3 separate regions of the Rattus norvegicus genome follow, and regions 1 and 3 are each linked to region 2. A link is a contact called in public Hi-C data. All regions are on one chromosome and are shown on one strand. Each heading gives the region's core, a stretch centred on a gene start, on an enhancer-like site or on the middle of the called end of the contact. The rest is flanking DNA. Distances are from core to core; before and after follow the strand shown.

The links. Hi-C and Micro-C count contacts between places; a contact is called where the count stands out from the background.
Region 1: a Hi-C map of Schwann cells shows a contact between it and region 2, with 12 times the contacts expected there. The contact joins the enhancer-like site here to the promoter of LOC134479278 in region 2. A contact is called at or near these places in 4 of 12 Hi-C or Micro-C datasets (the Rat2 cell line, Schwann cells, kidney and 1 more).
Region 3: a contact with region 2 is called in a Hi-C map of the A7r5 cell line, with 4 times the contacts expected there. The contact joins the enhancer-like site here to the promoter of LOC134479278 in region 2. A contact is called at or near these places in 2 of 12 Hi-C or Micro-C datasets (the A7r5 cell line and Schwann cells).

What each region holds. Positions count from the first base shown.
Region 1 is chr6:39,062,796-39,065,791 of GRCr8, forward strand. No RefSeq gene overlaps it. Among named protein-coding and RNA genes, the nearest start is that of Rdh14, 190 kb to the left of the region's middle. Within about 2 kb of position 1,361, at least 1 of the 93 cell types and tissues checked has an H3K27ac peak or open chromatin away from gene starts, as enhancers often do.
Region 2 is chr6:38,717,893-38,720,910 of GRCr8, forward strand. LOC134479278 (U1 small nuclear ribonucleoprotein 70 kDa-like) reads right to left here and starts at 1,620. Exons shown (of 2, transcript XM_063262716.1): 1 at 1,459-1,620. The coding sequence starts at 1,465.
Region 3 is chr6:38,356,386-38,359,440 of GRCr8, forward strand. No RefSeq gene overlaps it. Among named protein-coding and RNA genes, the nearest start is that of Osr1, 260 kb to the left of the region's middle. Within about 2 kb of position 1,251, at least 3 of the 93 cell types and tissues checked have an H3K27ac peak or open chromatin away from gene starts, as enhancers often do. A contact at or near this core is called in the A7r5 cell line, where this site is marked.

The sequences.
Region 1 (2,996 bases), core at 111-2,610, 340 kb after region 2:
CTCCTCTCCTCTCCTCTCCTCTCCTCTCCTCCCTAATGCTCAGCAGCACGCTAGCTGGCCTTTACCCTTCGATGGCCAGTTTATTTCTAGTCATAAAATTAGCCTGTGTCTTGATATTTCCTATCTTCAGGGGGCAAAGTCATGCCCATCTGCTCCAGACAGCATGGCTCCCTGGGATTCTGACTTCTCTCACACAGTTACACAGTAATGTTCACTGAGTGCAAAATAGGTAAGAAAGGAGACTTGACCACCAATTTCTGGGAGAGAGGCTAGCATGTGAGGCTGAAGTGATGGTAGCTGACTATGGCCCTACTGGTGATTGTAGGTGATTCTTCCAGGATTCCATGAAAAAATACATAGCTTTAGAGTCCAATACTATATTCAAAATATATCAAAACTGAGCAGATACATCGATTTTAAAATCTATTCCTTGTAGTTCTCATAGGAACATGAACTAAGCATAATTTGCAGGTCCTGAGTGTCATTACTATTACAGCAGATTGATATTCTAGCCTATATCTAAAATCTCCAGTTATTTCTGGATTCTATACAATTAATCTTAAAAGTACCTCTCATATTCCATTTAAGTTGCTCAAAGACAGGAAATGCATGGCAAGTATATTTTATGCACATCCATTTTCCTTTGTGCTCTTGCGGTTTCTTGAGCTGCCCTTTAATTGTAGAAAGGAACCTACACATTTTAGAGCAAACTGTCAAGGAAAGGAAGGTATTATTTCTGATCATAACACTAGAAGTTAGTGCCGAGTTCTTTCCTTCTTTAGTTTATGGACAGATGAGCTATGGTGAGTGGGGGTTTGCATGAGAAGCCTGGCTGTCATTGAAGAAAAGGGTAAGAAGCTAACTTTTATTTATTGGATATTTTCTGTTTCAAATGTTATCCCTTTTGGATACATTTCAAATGTTATCCCTTTTGCCCTTTTCCCTTTCCCCCTTTCCCATTCCCCCTCCACCTGCTTCTATGAGGGAGCTCCCCCACCAACCCACTTCTGCTTCCCCACCCTGGCATTCTCCTACACTGGGGCATCAAGCCTTCACAGGGCCAAGGGCTTCTCTTCCCATTGACGCCTAACAATGACATCTTCTGCTACATACACAACTGGAGCCATGGCTCCCTCTATGTGTACTCTTTGGTTGGTGGTTTAGTCCCTGGGGGCTCTGGTGGGTCTGGTTGGTTGATATTGTTGTTCTTCCTATGGAGTTGCAAACCCCTTCAGCTCCTTCAGTCCTTTCTCTAACTCCTCCATTGGGTACAATTGCTCAGTCCAATGGTTGGCTTCGAGTATCCACCTCTATATTTATCAGGCTCTGGCAGAGCCTCTTGAGAAACAGCTATATCAGGTTCCTGTCAGTAAGCACTTCTTGGCATTCACAATAGTATCAGGGCTTGGTGTCTATATATGGGATGGATCCCCAGGTGGGGCAGTCTCGGGTTGCCTTTTTCTTTAGTCTCTGTTCCACACTTTTTCTCCATATTTACTTTAGACAGGAGCAATTCTGGGTTAAAAATTTGGAGATAAGCATGTGGCCCCATCCCTCAATGAGAGGCCTTGCCTAACCTCTGGATATGGTCTCTATGGGTTCCCCACCACCCCTTGGGTCCTGGGAACCTCTTGCTTTCCTGGCCTCTGGGACTTGCTGTTAGCTACCCCCAGTTCACCATCTCCCATTGCTACACACCCTGTTCAAATTCCTGACCCTCTGTATATCATGGCTCGGTGGTTAAAGGCTAGACTCACAACCAAAAATATAAGAGAAGCTAACTTTTATAGTTAATAACCAGTAGACAATACATAGAAATGAAGAAGAGCCTGGTGGTGCCTGCAGGGGAAGTGTGGGTGTAAATGGTAAGAGCGTGAGCAAGGACCTAGGCTGAATCAAGCCCAGCATCGGGCACGAGGGCTTCAGGCAAAGACCTGACTCCAACAGAGAAAATGCATTGATCTGTGCGTTTGTCAGGGTCGCCTAGAAAACCAGAATAGATAGCATGAATGTATATTAAAAGGCATTTTGTTTTATATTGGCTTACATTATGTGGTCTGGGTAACCCAATGGCTGTCTCACATCTGAGAATCTGAGATCGCCATAGCTTCTCAGTCTGAAGCTGGGTGCTTCAGCAACCGCGATCTGGTCCTGATAGTCTGGAGCATCCCCAGAGAGCTCCTGCTCTTTAGTCCATACTGGAAGCAAAAGTGAAACCCTAATATCAGCAAAAGCATTGCAGCAATGAAACAGCAAGCAGAAGGAAGTTTCCAGTGAGTGTGAAGGCCAGGAGGCAAAAGCAAAGCTTCTCTCCTCCAACCTTTAGCTGAGCTGTCATGGAAAGGTGCTGGCTGCCCACTTGAGGTATTCTGAAACCCCTCACTGGACTGTTCACTGGCTTGTCTTTTGGCTGATTCCAGATCCAGTTGAGTTGAAACCAAAATAAGCCACCACAGTCAGAAAGAGCAGAGGGACACTATCCTACCCCATGGCTTCCCTCTTAACACATGTGGGGACATGAATCAATTGGAGATCACAGGAGCCGTGCCACGCTCCCACAGATGTTGCTGCCTGGTTGGAAAGAAATGAAGAAAGTAAACAAACACCCCAGAAGCTGGTAGTGTATTTGTATCATTTACCAGAGATGGAGTTGTCTGAAGAGCCACTCTGTAGGAATAACCTGAACTGGTAAGAAAGTCATAAAAAGCTGAATCAATTGTTAAAGAATAGTAAAGCTGTGGTTTCTTTTCATATTTATTTTAACTCTAAGTGTATTTATGATTTATTATTATTAAACCACTGACCTTCTATATTTGTAATGGCTTACATTATCTAGGACTCTAAGGCTTCCTATAGATCTTTGGGGATGCTTTAATATACCATCTATATATTGTTTATGGGTCACAACACTTAACACTATAATGTTGTTCAGTGTTTATGTTTGCACTCACCCGGCTTTTGTCGTGGTGCTACTTTTCCAAATGCACATAAGATAT
Region 2 (3,018 bases), core at 370-2,869:
AGTCAAATTCCTTGAAAGTGCTGAAAACTATTTCAAGATAAGCAGATTCAATCACGTGGGAGCTAAGAGGTCCTTTGTAAACTATGTATTTTCTTACAAATCTCTGACTTCACACAGAAAGGACTTGTATATGAGGAGGGAAAAAATTATATCCAAAACACAAAACACTTTTTATGCTATTTCTTATTGTGAGCACTGAGAACATGAACAATATTATTTAAGAAAAATAAATTTCTAGAGTAAGAAGAATGGACAAAGAGATAGATGATGAAAGACTTTCAAAGTCATGCCACCTTGTAAGCTGGCCTATGTGAGCCGTAATCCTGAAGATATCCTCCCCGGCAACTCATTATAACCTATGCAGAGGAAAGAACATGGCACCAATCTTCATGGCATAAGCCACAAGGCAAATGCAGTGAGAGAAGAAGCATTTCTTTTTGACTTCTGAAAGTTTTTCTATGCAGTACAATAAGAACAGGGCAGGATGATTTTCCTCCACAGATAAAGCAAATATGTCCTCTCAGGCCTCCTTCATGACCCCCCCCCCAACCTTGGTGAACCATCACAGGGAGAAAATTGGTGATTTTAGAAAGGCAGACTGATGGGGAAACCCTAGAGAAAGCTGTGTGACACTCTGGACAAACAACACACAGCTGCCTCCTCCTGGCTCCTTGGGAAATGTCCCTTCAGCAGTGATGAGAAAACACTTTGAAGAATCAAAGGGATAGATTCCCCAGCTGCCTTAACCACTCATTTTTATAACTACCACCAGCAATGAGTTTTAAGAGATAAAAGTTTGTTTGGAAATTCCATTCTCATGCGGACTGTGGTTAAAAGCAAATGGCTCCCCCTTCTCTCATTTTGGCTAGAGATTTATACACCTTCCAAGGCAGCCCAAGTCTTATTTCTACAACTGGACTACTAAGTATCTTGAGGTTACCTCTGACAATAACAAGCTCCATTTCTGGATTGTGGCACTAAGCTCAGACAGTTCAAGAAAATCAGATCAGTTTCGATACCTGAAAAAGTTGGGTCAGAGACCTTGGGAAGGTTTACACTAAATCAACTTGAACATTAACATTACTCAGCTCTTAAAGTTATGCAGGTTCTGAACATCCCCTGGGTTATGAGTGGTTTCAGGCACTAGTGTCTTCTGATATTCAGACACAAGTTTAATATAAAACATCTAATGATGGCAACGCAGGGGAAACAATAGTGTATTCCTGGTGTTAATGCTTTTTAAAAATAAAGTCTTACTTCTTGCAGACATTGCAATGTGCATACACACACACACACACACACACACACACACACACACATGCTAATATGCACACCCTCCATTATGCACATACATATAAATACTCATTTTGCTTGCACACTGATAAACGTCAAGAAGACAAGTAGTTAACAACCATTTCTGCTCTTCATTACCACCACTCTTAGCTTTCATAAACTCACCTGGCATTTATAAGAATAATAGTTAGCACTATGCACAGATTTACAACGAGATGCAAAGGATGATTCTTAGCGTCATCTTCAGTTCAAATTTCAGATGTTGAGTAAATGGAGACCCGAGTGTGGTGGAGAATATAGTTTGTTGATTCCAGTTTCAGCTGGACTAATCTAACCCCTTTCTACACCTAGTTAGAGGAACTCCACAAGCTGTTCAATGGTGCCCCCTTCCTGTCAGTGATGAATTTGACACAGAATAAAAACTGCTCTTTTACAATTTAAAACTAAGAATTGTTAGCCCACATAGAACCTTTGCCAGACAAGTAAAATCAGTCAAGATTCAGGATGTCAAAGAACATAATTCAAAACCATCTTTATCCTGTAACTAGAGGGAAGCAGGAATCCCAGGATTTGGGAACTCAAAATCTCAAAAGACTGACTGAAAGTATGCCCATGGTGTAATGTAGTCTAACAGTACATCAAATGTTATCATAGACATAATCTTTTCACAGTACTGTGACACAAGCTAAGGATTGGAATCTCGATAAATTGCAGGCTTTTAATTATGTGTTCAAACATTGGCAAGGCATAAAATCAATTGCTGGACAACTAAAATGGAATGTAATATTCTCACGGGGTTACAGAGGTATGTTAGATTAAGGATCCCTTTATTCAGAGTGGCACTGTAAAAGATTTCTGTGGACAAAACATCAACTGAGATTGTATGCAAGACAGAAGGGTACCAACTTCAGTCTGAAGGCTGACAGCAGGCACTTTTGTGCAGTAGAGTACTGACTAGTATATACTCAGTTAAATATCATTATTATCTGTTTTCTTCATTCAAACTTCTAACGATACTTACAGAACACCGTTCTACATGGAGCCCCAGAAAAGTAAAAGGCTTTGAAGGAAACTTCTTTCTCCGTATAGTTATAGTGTTTGACAATTAAAACCTATTGCAAAAACAAAGCAGAGGGCATTAATATCCTGAGTCTTGTGAAACAATAGTGCAAAACAGTGCGCCATGCTACTAGATAGCATAAGATAATAAGGAAATAATATACACTTGAACATGTTTTGTTGGGCAAAAGGAAGATGAGAAGAATTAAAATAAACAAAAATGAAGAATTTCTTTAATATTATATAATTTTTAGTTTGGATTTCCGGATTCCCAAGCCTCTACAAATGGGAAGATAAAATTTACAAAGATGATGAGGAGAATCTCAGAATAAATGGAAAAGAAGAAAATCCAACTTTATTTAAAATGAATAAAATAATACTGATATAAACATGCAACTTTACCATTGTATTTATTATATTTTTAAATTAAAATAGAATTATATCATTTTGACCTCTTTTTCCTCTCTCAAACTCCTTTCATGTCCTGCTCTAACTCCCTCTCAAGCTGATGGCCTCTATTTCTTTGATTATTCTTCTTCTACCTGAATGTCCATATGTGTGTGTGTGTGTGTGTGTGTTTGCATGTATGTGTGTGTATGTATGTGTGCATGTATGTATGTAGGTAGGTAGGTATGTAGGTATGTGTGTATGTGTGTGTGTTTGGTC
Region 3 (3,055 bases), core at 1-2,500, 360 kb before region 2:
GGTCTCACAGTACTGTGTTATGATGTGTCTTCAGACAGGAGCCTGACACAGCTGTCCTCTGAGAGGCTGTACTAGCAGCTGACTGAGACAGAAGCAGATACATACACCCAACCGTTGGGCTGAATTTGGGGACCCCTGTGGTTGAATTAGGGAAAGGCTGGAAGAAACTGAAGAGGAGGGCAACCACATAGGAAGACCAGCAGTCTCAACTAACCCAGACCCTTGAGATCTCTCAGACACTGAGACAAGGCAGTGTACTAGGGCTGGTCCAAGGCCCACAACACATATACAGCAGAAGACTGCCTGGTCTGGCCTCAGTGGGAGAAAAGTGCCTAACCCTTGAGAGGCTTGAGACCCCATTGAGTAGGGAAGCCTGGAGGCGGGCAGCTGGGCAGGCAGTGACATCCTCTTGGAGATGGGGAGGAGTAGAATGAGGAACTGTGGGCAAGCAGACAGCGATGGGGGCAACAACTGGATTGTAAAAAAAAGTAAAAATAACAAAATAATAGTAATATGTGAACTATTATAATATATTGTTTCTAAAGTATTCAAAATATTAGTCTAGCAGTAGTAGTGATTTTATAACATGAACCATTGATACTTGTTGAATTTCATGAAGCCCTAATTTTTATGTTTGGAATATTTTGTTTTAAGATAAGAAACACTGGCACTCTATTTGCAAAACCTGAACAAACAGATTTTAAAGAAATATTAGAACTATAAACAATTATGCATAGTGACATTAGAATTATGCTTATTTCCTTTGGTTATTTTTGTTTTGTAATATTTCTCCCATAAGTAAATGCGATTAAAATTATACAAAAACTTCTTGCAAAAGAAAGGCAGAAAGAAAGAAAGAAAGAAAAAAGAGGTAAAGAAAGAAAGAAGAAAAGGAGGAAAAAAAAGGGAGGAAGAAAGAAAGAAAGAAAGAAAATACCTTTTCAGGAAGAAAAACAGAAAATAAAATTTATATTCTGGACAAGAAAAGAACTCTCAAGTCAAGAGATCTATGCCTATGTGTCTGGTTTGCTAAGGTTGGGTCATCCTAGCCAATCAGTAGACCTAATATTGAGTTTCATTCCACTGCCGGTGTTTGCCGGGTTCCTGCTCTGCCACAAGTCAATGCTCATTAGCCAGCTCTTTAGCTGCAATAGTCATTCACTCTCAGTCTATTTAAAGAATCCCTCACTCATACCGTGTTAAATGATTTTACACTGCACAAAAGTGCTAAAGCAGTCACATTTTGGCTGATGGCTAACCACACAGGAATGGGGTTTTACTCTTAAAGGATAGTTTGTGCCTGCCCTGGGTCTCTGTTGCTCAATTTCAGCATTCTTTGCCAATTCAACATTCTCCAAGAAAGTGTAAATCCTACCACGGGAAGCGAGGTGTAGAGTCAAGCGAGGCCTTGACTGATGACATCACCTTTGGGGTAGGACTGCAAATTGTGTGAGCTTCTGCATATAGATACTGGCCTCTAAGGTGCTGGAGTTTATAGCTATATGTTTTGAGCTTGACAATTCATCATACGAAGAATGGAGAATAACCCTTCTGCTTCTTGAACAAACATTCTCTTACCCTAAGGGAGTACATTGGCCTAGAATTCCAATGAATAGAAGGTTTTACACTTGACACTGCTACTGATTTGGGCCAAGTACTTGTGATTATGGGTTATGATCTCTCCCAGCTACATAATTCTGATAAGACAACTGATTACTGCATTGCTTCCAAAGAAGGTGCTACCTTTGTTAATGGCTTCAGGATCTCCAAGGTCATTAAGCCGATGCACATCTGAAATTCTATCAGTATAAGATAGTCTGCACTACTTGTTTCCAAGTTTCTGAGAACAGACCCTCAGTAAAATCCTTTTAGTTCAGTGGTTATTCAGCTGGAGTGGTGTCCTCCAGTGTACAGTCTAGTGCAGTCTGGGGGAGGTTTTCAGTTGTTACAGCTGTAGAATGTGAGTAGTAGAAAGTGGGTCAGGGCCATATAGGTGCCATGCTGTCAAACATACAGCAATGGATAGGAGGTTGCCCTCCACAATAAGGAATTATACTCCCTAACCTGTCCATAGTCGTGATGTGGTCTTGTCCATGAGGAATTTGAGGAAGCTTATTTGAGAGGATAGGAGGAAGCATCCTTTTATGGGACCTTTTCAAGCCTGAAACACAAGAGAGGTGCCCAAGGGAGAGTCACCCTGATTTCATCAGGGGCTGCTCCAAACCAGTTTTGGATGAAGCATTGTTTTCAGGAATATGTTGTCGCTGTTGTTGTTGTTGTTGTTGTTGTTGTTGTTGTTAAACAATAAAAGAAACATCATGCCATCTGGCTCTACTCAGACTATAGGGTCCTGCATGAAAGGCGGTTTCATCAGACAGAATGTAGAGTATGAAACACATGTGAACGAACAGCCTGTGGTAACTCCTGTGGAGTTCTGGAAAATTCCATGTAGAAGTCTGGACACAATAAACTTTCTCTGAAGTAGTTGGGTTTTCTTTCTTTGGAAGAAATACAAACTACCAGCATTATTCACCCAGTTGCATGTGAACCGGTTCTCTTCCCTGGTTTGTGGGTAACAGGTGCAAAAGTCTCAGATACCCACAGACTGTCTTAAGAGGAACAGTGTGGAAGGCACAAAGGACAGAACTATTTGCTCCATGCAACTTCTTCCAGAGTGGTGCAACTCAGTTACTTTTTTGTTTTGTTTTGTTTTCAGTATATCTTGACGTTGCTGTTGTCTATTAGACTGTGATCGATTTTTAGAGAAACTGTAGAAAGTTAGACAGGGGGACAGGTAAGCCATTGAGAGGTGACCCCTTGCTTTCCTCATTCATCAACAACACATACCTGCTCCACACTATCATTATTGATATTTAAACTTGTCTGTAGCCCCGTTGTCCTAGCATATTCTACCAGGGAGGCATCCATAGCAACCCACTAATCTCTCCCTAAACCACAGGAAGCCAAGTTCTTCTTGCTTCCCTCACCCATTTGCTCATAAAGAACAGCCCAAACCTTCTCTGGCACTTTCTTTGCTCAGATGTCAGCTGCATGA